3 separate regions of the Rattus norvegicus genome follow, and all the other regions are linked to region 2. Evidence: chromatin contacts called from public Hi-C data. All regions are on one chromosome and are shown on one strand. The core of a region is the stretch at or near the end of the contact, and the rest is flanking DNA. Distances in the headings are between cores, read along the strand shown.

The links. A called contact is a pair of places that touch in the nucleus more often than the background predicts.
Region 1: a contact with region 2 is called in a Hi-C map of mammary epithelial cells, with 4 times the contacts expected there. The contact joins the promoter of Trmt11 here to the promoter of Ncoa7 in region 2. A contact is called at or near these places in 9 of 12 Hi-C or Micro-C datasets (the A7r5 cell line, the Rat2 cell line, Schwann cells and 5 more) and 1 of 1 datasets of contacts at active chromatin or transcription factors (oligodendrocytes).
Region 3: a contact with region 2 is called in a Hi-C map of Schwann cells, with 12 times the contacts expected there. The contact joins the promoter of Hint3 here to the promoter of Ncoa7 in region 2. A contact is called at or near these places in 11 of 12 Hi-C or Micro-C datasets (the A7r5 cell line, the Rat2 cell line, Schwann cells and 6 more) and 1 of 1 datasets of contacts at active chromatin or transcription factors (oligodendrocytes).

The regions. Positions count from the first base shown.
Region 1 is chr1:28,870,168-28,875,170 of GRCr8, reverse strand. It overlaps Trmt11 (tRNA methyltransferase 11 homolog), which reads right to left and starts at 1,810. Exons shown (of 13, transcript NM_198051.2): 1 at 1,701-1,810. The coding sequence starts at 1,772.
Region 2 is chr1:28,672,741-28,677,364 of GRCr8, reverse strand. Ncoa7 (nuclear receptor coactivator 7) reads right to left here and starts at 2,751. Exons shown (of 16, transcript XM_063276558.1): 1 at 2,283-2,751.
Region 3 is chr1:28,851,952-28,856,632 of GRCr8, reverse strand. Hint3 (histidine triad nucleotide binding protein 3) reads right to left here and starts at 1,773. Exons shown (of 5, transcript NM_001100825.1): 1 at 1,564-1,773. The coding sequence starts at 1,743.

The DNA of each region.
Region 1 (5,003 bases), core at 561-3,060, 200 kb before region 2:
ATCATAAACCTGTCCAGACTGACAAAACATCAGTGAAGACAGCCCAAGGGCTTTTACAACACAGGTTTGAATATGAGACATGAAACACAGGACTAAGGCTACAATTTGATGTTCAGATCTTGAGAATACTACCATGCCCTTTGACTCTCCAGTTCGTTATAGGTAAGTTACCATAGCGACCAGATGGGGTAGGACATCCACATGTAGAGATCAGCACAATCCAGATGGTGCCTGCAGCTCTGTCCTCTCCTTAGCTCTACTCCCCAGGTGCTCCCTAACTCTATCTTGTACACTTCCTTCGTACGTTCTGATTGAGAGGCGTCCACCTTGTTTCCCTTTTCTCATTTTCTTATTTCCGTAGGGAGACATAACCTTCATCCTAACCACAAAGCACTATGCTCACTCCTGCCCATCCCTGCTCGGGAAACCTTCCCTCTCTCCTTATCTGACATGTTGTGTGCCTCCTTTCAGCTCTCCTTTAACGTCTGACTTCTGAGCATCTGTACTTGGCCTACCACTTTTTTGTAAACTTGTGGGTATACTCACATAAGTAAGGAAGGCCTGGTACCTACGGAGGCCAGAAGAACCCCCCCCAACCCACCCACCTGGGGTTACAAATGGCTGTGGGCAGTATCCCGATACAGATGCGGGACAACAGATACAGGTCCTCTGGAGGAGCAGTGGTCCTTAGCCACCTCTTCAGTCCCAGTGGTTCACCACTTTTTGAGCATGAAGTAGAAGAAATCTCATCATTTCCAGGTTTTCTTGGGCAGAACAATAACAAATGTTTACCCTAACATACATTTGGTCTCATCCCCTACACCCACGCTCTAACCTATTCCCTTCTTGCTCACACTAGATTAGTTTCTTAATCTTTTAATATTCCAACAGATGCTTACTAACTCCAGTCTTACTGCTCAAGTCTGTCCTTCATTTTACTGTCTGTTAAAAACCATCTAATTCTGCCTCTTCTAACCTGTTTAACTCCTCTTCCAAGTTATAGAGGGCTCAGTGTCTTCTCTGGTCCACCAACCTACTTCTGTTTACCACTCTGTTACATAACTGGTGACTAGTAATGGACAACAGTTTACACTTCCAAAGTACTTATTTCCTTTGCCCAGTTAACTAATGCTGTAGCTCATGTCATCCCCACCTTGAAAGGCAACATCCCCCATTCATTAATGGACAAAGACTCCCTTTTTAAAGGCTCCCACTAAGTGCCCTTCATCGTTGCGCTTCAATAAGTTGACTATGCTCTCGCATCTGCTAGTCCTGAGCCTAAGTAAACATTAAGCTCTTGAAGGGCAGAGCTGTCAGTCAGCGCACCCTCAGCATTCCGTGTACGCGACTCGAATGTTGTTTCTTGAGTAAATAAAAGTTTTCTCCCAACTTCATCAAGTACCAACCCAAGCCTTCCATCGTGCCTGAACCTATTTTGACACTTCTCACTCCACCGAGCGACCCCATGGATGTCTCCGTCCCGAGTCGGGTCCGGTTCACCTGCTTTACTGCGGCGTCAGGCGCACGTGCAGAGCTGGATGGCAGGGCACTGTCCCGGAGAAAGGCTGCCCGGGACTCAGAGCGGACAGCGGCCTCACCCCCGCCCAATCCAGGCGCGCGCAGCAGCCCGCAGAGACCCCTCCCCTAGTCGGCGCGTGCGGAGTGCGAGCCTCTGCGCCCGGCACCCCAGGACGGCTCACCGGCAGGCGGAACTCCAGGTGCTCCTGTGCCATGAGCAGCAGATAGCGATTCAAGGAGCCCGGCAGCGCCATTGCGGCTACTATGGTACGCCTGCGCGGCCTCCACCGGCCCGCCCCCTCCTCCCCCCTGGAGCTAAGTTTCCGCCGAGCCTCAGCCCGGAGCCGGAAACGGAAGCTAAACCAGAAACAGGTGGCACCTTCTAGGAAGGGGCATGACGGGGCGGAGCGAGATTATAAGGTTCACAAAGCCTGTGGCTATCCTGGCATGCTCCCCTTGTGAAAGGTGCATTGTTTTAAGGGGCAGACTGCGGTGATCCTGCGCAGTTCCCCAGTGATGCTCCTCTTGGAGTGTTCTTCCGACTCCTCCCTCAGCTCTTCGACTCAAAACTGAACCGAAACTTCACTGTAAAGTGTAGGTAGACTCCTAATCGTTCAGGGTTCTGGGGCTCACTAGCTAGAACACTGAGTGTACTTTTCGTGATTATGCGAAACTTTTTCAAGAGCTGTCAAGGACCCACCTTGGTTTTCTCTGTAAGGAAACCAACAAAAAACCCTTCCTCGGACTAGCATTCAGTAATTATGCTATGTTGTTACAGGCACACAGTCAATCCACAGTCAACTGTAGATTAAAAACATTGGCAGAAGCTACCCTAATTATTCACATGAGCCAAATACCAAAAGAGTTTGTAAGATATATAGCTACCCATATATATGTTCCACAACTGTCATTTCTGTTAAAAGTACTGAACCCTTTGTCCTGCTGAGACCTGTATTTGGGGGATTTTGCATTCCACCTTGATAATTCACAGCATATAAAAGTATCCTATTTCTTCCATATGCCAGAAACATAGTTGGTGTTTAGTGGTAGTGATCAAGCCAGCCAGCACACAGTGATGACCCTTGTTAATCAAACCTCAGTTCCACCATTTGTTATCCCTAGGCTCTCAGCAAATTTCATAACATCTGTGTGCCTCATTTTTTTTTTTTGTATAAAGCTGGAATATTGCCTCCTACAGATAATAGCTACAATTACTAGGTGTAATAATATTCAAACTTCGATGTATAGTTTATTGCATGAGTCCAAAAAATAGCATTGGAAAAGGTTTTTTTTTTAATTGGGTATTTTTTTATTTACATTTCAAATGTTAACCCCTTTCCCAGTTTCCTGTCCATAAACGCCCTATCCCATCCCCTCTCCCCCAGCTTATATGAGGGTGTTCCAGTCCTGATGTTTCTGTACACTGGGGGATTGAGCCTTGGCAGGACCAAGGGCTTCTCCTCCCATTGATACTCAACAAGGTCATCCACTGCTACATATGCAGCTGGAGCCATGGGTCTGTCCATGTTTACTCTTTGGATGGTGGTTTTGGTGCCTGGGAACTCTGGGGTGGTCTGGTTGGTTGATTTTGTGGTTCTTCCTATGAGGTTGCAAACCCCTTCAGCTTCATCAGTTCTTTCTCTAACTCCTCCCTTGGGGAGCCTGTGGTTGGCTGGGAGCATCGGCCTCTGCATTTTCAAGCTCTGGGAGAGCCTCCAGGAGACAGCTATGTCAGGCTTCTGTCAGCATGCACTTCTTCGAATTAGCAATATTGTCTGCGTTTGGTGGCTGTATAAGGGCTGGATCGCCAGGTGAGACAGTCTCTGGATGGTCTTTCCTTCAGTCTCTGCTCCAAAATTTGTCTCTATATTTCCTCCTGTGAATATTTTTGTTCCCCATTCTAAGAAGGCCTGAGTCCTCCTCACTTTGGTTGTCATTCTATTTAAGCTTAAGCTTCTTAACATGAAGGGGTGTTGAATTTTCTCAAATGCTTTCTCAGCATCTAATGAGATGATCATGTGGGGTTTTTTCCTTTAAGTTTGTTTATATAGTAGATTACATTGATGAATTTCCAGATACTGAACTATCCCTGCATCCCTAGGATAAAGCCTAATTGATCATGATGGATGATCATTTTGATGTGTTCTTGGATTCGTTTTGCAAGAATTTTATTAATTTCGCATCAATATTCATAAGGGAAATTGGTCTGAAGTTTTCTTTCTTTGTTCGGTCTTTGTTTGGTTTAGGTGTAAGTGTAAGCGTGTTGACATAGAAGGAATTGGGCAATGTTCCTTCTGTTTCTATTTTGTGGAATAGTTTGGAGAGTATTGGTATTAGGTCTTCTGATAGAATTCTCCACTAAACCCATCTGGTCCTGGTCTTTGGTCTTCTTCTTGTTGTTGTTGTTGTTGTTGGGAGACTTTTAATGACTGCTTCTCTTTCTTTAGGAGTTATGGGACTGGTTAGATGGTTTATCTTATCCTGATTTAACTTTGGTACCTGGCATCTGTCTAGAAAATTGTCCATTTCATCCAGATTTTCCAGTTTTGTTGAATATAGGCTTTTGTAGTAGGATCTGAAGATTTTTTTTAATTTTCTCAGTTTCTGTTGTTATGTCTCCCTTTTCATTTCTGATTTTGGTAATTTGAATACTCTCTCTGTGCCCTCTGGTTAGTCTGGCTAAGGGTTTATCTATCTTGTTGATTTTCTCAAAGAACCAGCTCCTGGTTTTGTTGATTCTTCATATAGTCCTTTTTGTTTCTACTTGGTTGATCCCAGCCCTGAGTTTGATTATTTCCTGTTGTCTACTCCTCTTGGGAGTATTTGCTTTTTGTTCTAGAGGTTTCAGGTGTGCTGTCAAACTGCTAGTGTATGCTCTCTCCAGTTTCTTTCTGCAGGCACTCAGAGCTATGAGTTTTCCTCTTAGCACTGCTTTCATTGTGTGCCATAAGTTTGGGTAGGTTGTACCTTTATTTTCATTAAATTCTAAAAAGTCTAATTTCCTTCCTTTTTCTTCCTTGACCAAGTTATCATTGAGTAGAGCATTGTTCAGCTTCCATGTGTTCAGCTTCTATGTGGGCTTTCTGTTGTTTTTGTTATTATTGAAGACCAGCCTTAGTCCATGGTGATCTGGTAGGATGCATGAGATTATTTCTATCTTATTGTATCTGTTGAGGCCTGTTCTGTGACTGATTATACGGTCAATTTTGGAGAGGGTACCTGTACTGGGTAGTTTTGTGAGTCAACTTGACATGGGCTGTGGAAATGCCTTAATAAGATTCACTCAACTAGTGATCAAGGGGGAAGGACCCACTGTGGGTGGTGCCATCCCTGAGCTGGTAGTCTTGGGTTCTATAAGAGAGCAAACTGAGCAAGCCAGGGGAAGCAAGCCAGTAAGTAACATCCCTCCATGGCCACTGCATCAGCTCCTGCTTCCTGACCTGCTTGAGTTCCAGTCCTGAGTTCTTTGGTGATGAACAGCAATG
Region 2 (4,624 bases), core at 1,502-4,001:
ATTTGTATCTGTATGATATATGTGAGGTCACTTTGGAACCACAGACGCTTTTAAAGGTTTTCTTTTCATCTTTAGCTTTAATTATATATATACATATATATATATATATATGTGTGTGTGTGTACATATATATATGCATATATATACCACAGCTCAACTTTAAGACAAGTTACCTGTTACTTATTAACCAGATCGCTGCTCCTTCTAAAATAACTTAAGAATTTTCTCTGACCATAAAGTCTGCCTTCTAAATTGTTTTAGAAAGCACAATTGAAACGGTATCGATTGCTATAACACTGGAAAGTGGGCACAAAGTGATCCTAAACAGAGAACTGCCTTCCTTACTGCTGAGGCCAGAAATGTCAATGAAAAAATGACCAAGCTTGGCCTGTTTATAGAAAGAGGCAAGTTTTAAGAATACAGTTAATTGTACTAGCAAATAACAACAACACATACTATAATTTTAAATTATATTGGGTTATATACAATTACCTTGAAATACAATTTTCACTCATTCAACGAATAACAAACAGCTATAAAGCATCCAACACTAGGGAATTACAGAATAGGAAGAGAAGGAGAGGGGCGGAAGAAGGGGAGGAGGGTGAAGGAGGAAGGGGAGAAGGGGAGAGGAAGAAGGGGAGGAGGGGAGAAGAGGAACTGATAATGATGGTGATTCTGTCCTCTTAGTATTTATATTGATTCAGTTCGCCAAAATCCCTAATCTGAAATAGTGCTTACAAAATTGGAATTTACAATGGTCCTTTTTTTCAAAACCCTAAACCTTATTGCTTAATGTAAAATCCAAAACGGCAGCCTGAGAAGTAACAATTTCGATAAAAGCCCCAATCTATGAATTTTACTTCAAGAACAGTGGGGGAAAGACTCAACCAGTTTCTCAGAAAGGCAGGAATCAGCTCAGAGTTGTAGGCGAGGCTGGAGACAAGGCTGCCTCTGCTGGCTAACAGGCACATCTTTCAGAGTCTCAACTCCCCGACACCTGTGTCAAACTTGCAGCTCTCAAACCCGTAGGCTCCCGCCAGCTTAAGGGAACACGCCAGCCTCATCCATCACTTAGGTAATCTGATTTCTGGAAAGACTTTCCTTAAACTGGCACCCAAAATGTTAAAGTCTTCGCACCTCTGACTTTATACACCACTCGGCTAGCTGTAAATTACACAAAAATCCACAACCACTCCTAAATACCTCTAAAACAGCAATCGTGGTCGTCTACATTTTTAGCAAAAAGGAGAGAAAGAACGCATTTGCTGATCCTGCTTTTTTAAAAATGCAATGACACAGTCTACTTGAGCTCGTGAAAAAGGCAACGGTCTCCTCGCAAAGAAGACCAGCGCCAACCTATCCCTCCAAGCTTCCCACAGCCTCCAACCAAGGGTCCCCAGATTGTTGGCGAGGAGGGTCCAGCGGCCCTGCGCCTCGAACGTTCCAAGCAGAGCGTCTGGGGTCCCTCGGGGGCTGCGCCCAGCGCCATTAGCACACCTCGGAGCGCTGGCAGCCCAGGAGGGGGCAAGTTTGGCTGCGGCTGGCAGCCGCTCCGGTTCGTCCGGGCCCCAGCATCAGCAGCCCGTAGCCTCCAAGGCCTGGCCCCGCCTCGGCCACCTACCTACTGGGCGGGGGCGCGGGCTCCGCGGGTCCGGGCGAAGTGGCTCGGGCGCACGCATTTCTGGGAGCCGTGGCCTCTGCCGCCGGGCGCTGGGGAGCGCATCCTCCCGTGTGGGAGGAGGGAAAAGGACGGGGGCAGGGGGGGGGGGGCGGGATCGTTCGCCGAGGAGGAGCGAAGGGAAGCAGCAAGAGGCGGCGAGGAGCGCTCCTGAGGGGTTCCGGAGCGCTGATCTGGCCGGAGCAGCCGCCGCCGGGATGCTCGAAGCCTCGCCCAGGTGCCAGCAGCGGCACCCACGGTCAAGGCACGGGGCACGCACGGAGCGGAAGGCGGGGAGCTGCGGTGGCGCGACGCCCGCCCGGCGCCCGCCTCTAGCTCCGCCCGACCCGGGGCGCGCGCTGCACTGGTCTGCTGCGGCGGGGATCCGGGAGCTCAGAGGCCCGCCCTAGCGGCTCCGGCTGCAGCAGCGGCATCTTGCCTGCCCGGTGCGACCTCCGAGCCGCAGGCTGGAAGCCCCGAGGTGGCTCGGATCCACCCCAAACCTGGGCCCGGCGGCTCCGCCCCAGAGAGATGCGCGCGCGGCCTCCGCAGGCCCGGGCCCTTTGTGACGCCGCCCGAGGCGACGGTCATCTTTTCTGTGAACGGGGAATGGTCTGCTTACCTGGCACTTAATCTCATCCCTCTAGCTGGCTACTGGCTGAATCTTGGAGGGAAGTTAGCGTTTATCCGCACAGCTGGAGGAAGAGCCCCTGTCGGAGCCTTAAAGTCCCTTTCCTTTCCCTTCCAGCGCTAGGACCAGGGGTAACCATAAATTCATCCTCTGTCTTTTCCGGCATTTCCTTTGGCAAAGGGGCCCACCGTCTCCTTTTTCTCCTGTCCCCGGTACAACATCCTATAAGCTGCTAAATTTGATCCTTATAGCCAAGGCAATGCAATGTAGCAATTGGGCAGTCCAGCCGGCTCTTGGTTGGGGCCGGAGAGCAGCTCAGTGGGAAGGTTTTTGCATGAGCCCAGGGGCCTGTTGCTTGTGAGCTTCCAACCTGGACGCTGTTCCCTTTACAGTCCAGTGGCTATCACTGCAAGATGACTCGGAGGATCTGGTTGTGAAGATCACTCTTAAATACAGGAAGAAAAAGTGTGTGTGTGTGTGTGTGTGTGTGTGTGTGTGTGTGTGTGTGTAACTGGTGTGTCCCAAGCCATCAACACACAGTACATAGAGGCCTCCGCAGGTTGCTGCTGCCTCTTGGTACTGCCAGTCTCTCTGGAGGGTGGAGCAAAGCACCGAACCGTCTGCCTTTGAGATTTCAGGAGCAGGTGATGTTACACAGTCGTGCAAATATGAAATCTCTTCCTGGTTTTGCACTCACCATCTATAAATTCTGACATCAGGTTTACGTATTTATGCTTTGAATAGGAGAGACTTCTTGTTCTTTAGACACCTTTTAGTCAAATGATTTAGCCTTTAGCAAAGGAAAAAAAAATGGGTTCCTAAAATATAGACATGATTCTATTTGTATCAAAAGAAAACCATTGCCTGAAGCCTCCAGAGAAATGGTGATGGTCTCACAATTCTTTGATAAGTGCTTTTGTGATTTTGAAATCTAAGCTTAGTAAAAATAAATATCGGAATACACACACACACACACACACACACACACACACACACACACACACACGGGAATGGTGACATAGCCCTGTAACCCCAGCTCTTGGGAGGTGGAGTTAGGAAGTTAAGGAATCCAAGGCCAACCTCAAATGCTAACCTAGGCTGTATAACAAACACCCTGTTTCAAAAAGTAAAGTAAAAGTTTAAAAAGAAAGGAAAAATCATATCAAGTTCACACTTCGATGATAAGATAGCTGACCTTTCCGGGGGGAGGTGGGTAACCCCTAGGAGGTCAGGGTGGAGCAGGGTCTGAGCTGTATTTGGGAGGAGAGGCACGTGATTCAGTTCTGTTCTGAGAATGGCTGGTGAATCTAAAGCCCCAGTTCAGAATGACCTAATTTCGGGAAGGAAGACGTACAGAGTGCTGTTATGGAAAACATCTTGAAATCACTCAGGACAAGAACTTTGCTGTTTGCTTAACCAAGTGTGTGAACCTTGAGTGCAGTCTCTCCAGGAGCTCTTCACTGAGCTGCAGCTACCGTTTCCTACTCTTTAACTCCATCAGCACCCCTTTGTGCCTAATCCCAAGGGTTCTGTCGGGAAGTAAAATAAGCCTTGGTTTCTTTTCTCTTAGGCAAAAGTATAACTGAGTATGTGTTTAAAGGGGTGACTTGCTGATGCAGTGTTCCAGAGCTTTTCCAAAGCAATGGCAAACAACGGCACTGTCTTCATTGGCTCCCCTGGGATTACATGATGGATTGCATGCAACTTATAGCTTGTCACTACAGTGAAAGTCTGAACAGAACAGGGGCTGGTGCTCCCATGGCTGGGGGTGAGTTGCTTCTAATTTAAAGATTTGTCGGTCATTCTCTTTTGTGACTGAGTATTGACCAATTTATCTGAGTCTTGTCTTCACACAGAAATCAGAATTAACGTCATCTACATCTTCATTATCCAGTATAGCACCCATCAGTCAAATGGGGTCATGCAAAGTTAATGAAATCCAGTTATGATTTTCAGTCTCTTAGTCATACATTAAGTTCTAAAGAACCAAATAAAGCTTGTGATTGCCTTTTGGACAACACAGGGCACAGCATTTCCTTATTACAAGAAACTCTTATGGAATGCTTGCCAAATTTCAATGGGTAGAAAAGATCTACAGAAAGAATTGGTAATTTGGGTGCAGCTCAATCAAATTCTATTAGGATATATACTTAAGGACAGGATAATCCATAAGAATGCACAGATTACCCTTGGACTACGGCTCCTACATGTGCTGGCCTCAGTTAAATTTCTAACTCTCTGGTGCTTTTATCTTCAAAGCTGGGGTGACTGCACACCATCTTTAAAGGGTAGATATAGGGAATGAAGGAATTCATGAACGTTATGTAGAGTGC
Region 3 (4,681 bases), core at 524-3,023, 180 kb before region 2:
TGTCCCTTCATATCTAAACCAAGCAAGTACATTTGAAAGAACATCTGCGTAGCATGGTATCTAAGGTGTTAGCAATTTTAATTAGCAAAAGAGCAGTTAAATCAGCTAATATTACTAAGTATGGGCTCTGGCATGGCAACATTTCTATGGTTTCTCAAACATTTTTTCATTTTTCATTTCTAAGAGCCCACTTTCTTTCTCTCCTTTGTTTGCTTGGGTTGTTTCTTTGTTTTGTTGGTTGGCTTTTCAAGAGATTTCTCTGTAGCCTTGGCTGTCTAGGAACTCACTGTATAGGGCAGGTTGGCCTCCAACATAGCGATCTTCCTGCCTTTGCCTTCTGAATGCTGGAATTAAAGGCATGTACCACTACCACTGGGCTATTTCTAGGAGACCCTTAATAATAATTCATATCAATACCATGAGATATGAATACCAGGCATGGTAATATATATATATATATATATATGTATATATATATATATATGTATATATATATCTTTGTGACTCATACACAAAGAGTAAAACACTGCCCTTGGTACTGGTAAGCCCCCTACTAAGAATATGTGGTATGTCCTTTGCTTAAATGAATTCTGAAAAATACAGTAAGAAAACCATACAGAGATCTCTGAGGCAAAGAATCATCTCTGACTTTTGTTGGAAAGTCTTGCAAACAAATTCTTCATGATGTTGGTAACCCTGATTATTCCAAATCAAACAATTTCTTCTGCCATTATTTGTATAATTACCAACACCATATATATATATATATATATATATATATATATATGTATATATATATAGTATACCAACACCTTATATAAGTCCAATCATTCGTTTACAACGAATATATGTGTAATGAGAGTTTTAAATGCAAAATGATAAATCTCTCTCAAAAGATTAACTCTCTATGAGGGATGATGAGATGCAAAATATGTTTGAGCCAGGGGAAAGGGAAAGTTTTCTGGAATTTCCAGGTATGTCATGGCTGTTGCACTCTTGAACTCGCAGCAAGTATGATTAACTACAAGTGATCTGCATAGGTTTGAATCCTGTCCAGATCTTGTAACGAAAAGGGGAGGCGTTCATGAAGCCCTCGCGGTTGATAAGAGATATTTTTCCCAGTGGTGTGTAGCCACTTACAAGCTATGAACTGTTAGTTATCAGTTCGACTTCAGACCCAGTCATGAAACTCCATTTCGCCTATTTTCAGTCAAATTCACTCTTCGTCACCACGCCCATGACCTGTTTTCTGCTAGTTGTACGCTCTCTAAGGATACTGGAAATGTACATAACTTACTATCTAGAGAAGAGGAAGACTCCTTATAATAAAAACAAGGACACAGGATGCTGCTGTGTTGCAAATGCATGCAGAGGGAGGCGAGTGTGCCTGGCTCCATTACTACTATCTCTCCCTACTGAGCAGCAAAGGCACCTCTGGAGGACCTCTGGGTCCCTGAAAGAAGTCAATTACACGGTAGGTTTAGCAGGTCGGTGCAGAGACAGAAGCCTGCGAGCCTGGATTGGAGGTCGGGCTCCCACCCACCCCGGCCTGTCGCCGCCCACCTCACAGTATAAGAGTTCAGTTTCGGGTTCCTGACCCGCCGCGACGCGGCAGAACACGCAGTTACTGTCATAGTCCCTGGACTCCGAGGTCCCAGGCGAGGACACCTCAGGTCCTGCTTTGGCAGTGACCGTACAGTCGGGATTCGGCTCTCCAGCTAAGCCCGCTTGCTTTTCAGCCATGGCGGCCGAGAGGCGACCTGAGGATCAGCTGAGCTGCTCAAGGCCTGGCGCGTGCGCACCCGTGGCACCCGGAGCCGCCGCCTTGCTCCGCCCTCCTAGCAATGCGAAGTCTGCGCACGCGCAGGGACAGACACTGGGAAGGGGAGACTGTCAGTGGGCGAGGAGGGCGCGGTAAGGCTTGCCCTGACCCCGCCCGTCGCTCCGTGATGACGCAAACAGCTCAGTTTCAAGAACCTAACCAGGGGCTTGGGAGTTGCCAATAACCTTAGTCTAAAGTGCAAAGGATGTTGTTTCCACTTCTCTATATAGTGTATCACGCTCTAGTTATAAAAGAAAAAAAAAGTATAGAAGTTCGATTTTTTAAGGGTATAAGAGGATGAGTAAAATGTATAGAGAGCCTTGTTTGGCAAAGTGAATTTTCCTTGTTTTCTGTGTACTTGTTCAGTCACAATAATTTTAGGATCTGAAAACAAAAAACAAAAAACAAACAAACAAAAAAAAAACCCAGCCAAACTGTACTTGACATGTTTGCTTTTGTTTATAGTGCAATGCAAATCAGAATAAGGATCTCTCCTATGTCACATGTCATATACCGAGAAAAGGCAATAGTTGAGAAATTACCTCCCAGCTCTTCCCTGTGTCTCACCGGGTTCATTGTAACAATTTTCTCTTGTATTTCCTGCTATTCAGGAAAGAGAGAGAAACCCTTTGGGAACAATCATGCCAGAAAAATATCAGTTCTTAAGTATGATTGTGAGCTCACCTTTTGACAATACACGGCCTTTGCTGAGCACCAGTACTGAGCATTCCCTATGCTTCTCTAACTGTGAAACTTCCCAAGTTTAATTATTTTATTACAGCTCTACAGAAAGAAACAGATTCAGACTTCTATCTTACCCCTTACCCAAACAATAGCAAAGTTTAAATAAGTGTCTATTTATGTTCTATGTTTATCCGTAGAACAAATATTTTTAAATGCACTGTTTTGTTTTGAGATAAATTCTTGCTGATTCCCACCTCACCTGGAAATCTTCCTGTGTCAAACCTCCTGGTACTGTGCTGACCCTGCCTCTTTCCTGATGCTGAAGTTTACTTGAAATGATTGACAACAATAGTTATGACATTGGCGCTTGTCGATTTCATAATTGCAATTACTTAGTATGACTTTAAATTTGGTAATGCTTTTAAATGAATTGTGTTGTAATCCAAAACAGCAACATGTTAGGTAAAAGTACACGCAAATTGAAGACACATTTAATTTCCTGTGTAGTTAACCGCATATTTGGCAATCACTACAGTAGCTTCTCAGATCCTCAGAAGCAGAAAATGTGTGACCTCACACATTTAAATATCATTTTCTATGTCTGTTCTTACACTTTCATATCACTCTGCCTTTTTTATGGTGTGTGTCTGTGTGTGTGTGTGTGTGTGTGTGTGTGTGTGTGTGTGTAGTATATGTTTGTCTTTCTCCATGTATGTACTTGTGTACTCGGGCTGCCTCTTGGGCCAAGGGGAGGTAGGTGATGTGAAGATCCTTCTGTAACTGTAGGTGCCTTTCAGAACTGCTTGCTTGACATTGAAAGCCTTTGAATTGTCTTTGGCTTTGGTAAGAGCAGGAGTTTCTTGGTGCTATCACAGTGGAAAGGTCTAAGTAGACATTTCACAGCTGTCTGATGACTAAAAGAATGACTTTCAGATCCCAGGGGAATACACTTTTGAGTTATGAGAGTGGCACAGTCACAAGCAGAAGTGCTTTTCAGTAAAGGCTGTGAGGGTGAAGGTCAGCAGAGGAGGGTGGCTATAACAAAACCCAGAGCCTGACATTGTGAGTTAGGCATTTGGAGCCCTGTCTGAATACTGCCATATGGACGTTGCCTTGGCTTAGGGGTTTGTACATAGTGGTGATAAGGCAAAAGTTTTTCAGTTCTCGCTTCCTTGCCGGTACGTTTCTTCCTCAATAAGGCCAACTCTGACTGTCTAACCCCTTCCTTCCTCTTTCTCTTGCTGGGTTTTTTCTATTACATGTCCCTTTCCACATACTTTAAATTAAATAGCAACATGTTACATATATGTAACCCTATGCATTTAACTTAGGATGTATATTCATTTTCACTCCTTCATCTCCATTGAATGCAGTCTCTGCAGCAATTATCTTTTGTTCCTGTTCATACACATACCAGCAGTAACTCTGCCACTCTAGAGTAGTCAAGGACAGTGGTAAGAATTTTTGATCTAATAACTAGAAATCTGAAGCTGCTATTCCCCAAGATGAGAAATTGTGGAACCAACAGATGCGGGGTGGGCAGAGACCATGAGGCATCCTGTTTGGGGCATGTTACCTTGAGACGCTATATCAACTGAGTGGATGGGCATAGGCTGTTTACTGTAAGAGTTCTAAAACGTGTGGTGTCTTAGACCACAAAGGTTTCCTTTGCATAAATACACTCCTAGTTATGGTCACCACTGCTTCCAGGAGTGAGGCAGGAGCTGATTCGGAGGCCATGAGAGTGCAGCCCACTATAGGGAGGTGGTCCTAGTTTCTCTAAGAAAGCAGGCTGAGCAAGCCAAGCGGAGAAAGCCAGTCAGCAGCACCCCTCAAGGCCTCTGCATCAGCTCCTGCCTCCAGGTTCCTCTTTGGGTTCTTGTCCTGACTTCCTTAGCTGATGAACAGTAATGATGAAACAAACCCAATAAATCCTTTCTTCCCCAAGTTACTGTGCTCATGGTGACTCCTCGAAGCAGTGATGACCATAACCAGGAGTGTATTTATGTAAAGGGGAGAAGGATCACAATGAGCCAGGCGATGGCTACGAAGCAGTGCTATAGTTCGTATATGGCTTAAATGGCCCACTATGGTGGGATAAAGCTTGACCTTCAGAAAGACAGTGTTGAGAAGTAGTGGAACCGTTAAGAGGTGGGTCTAATCATAGATAACTGG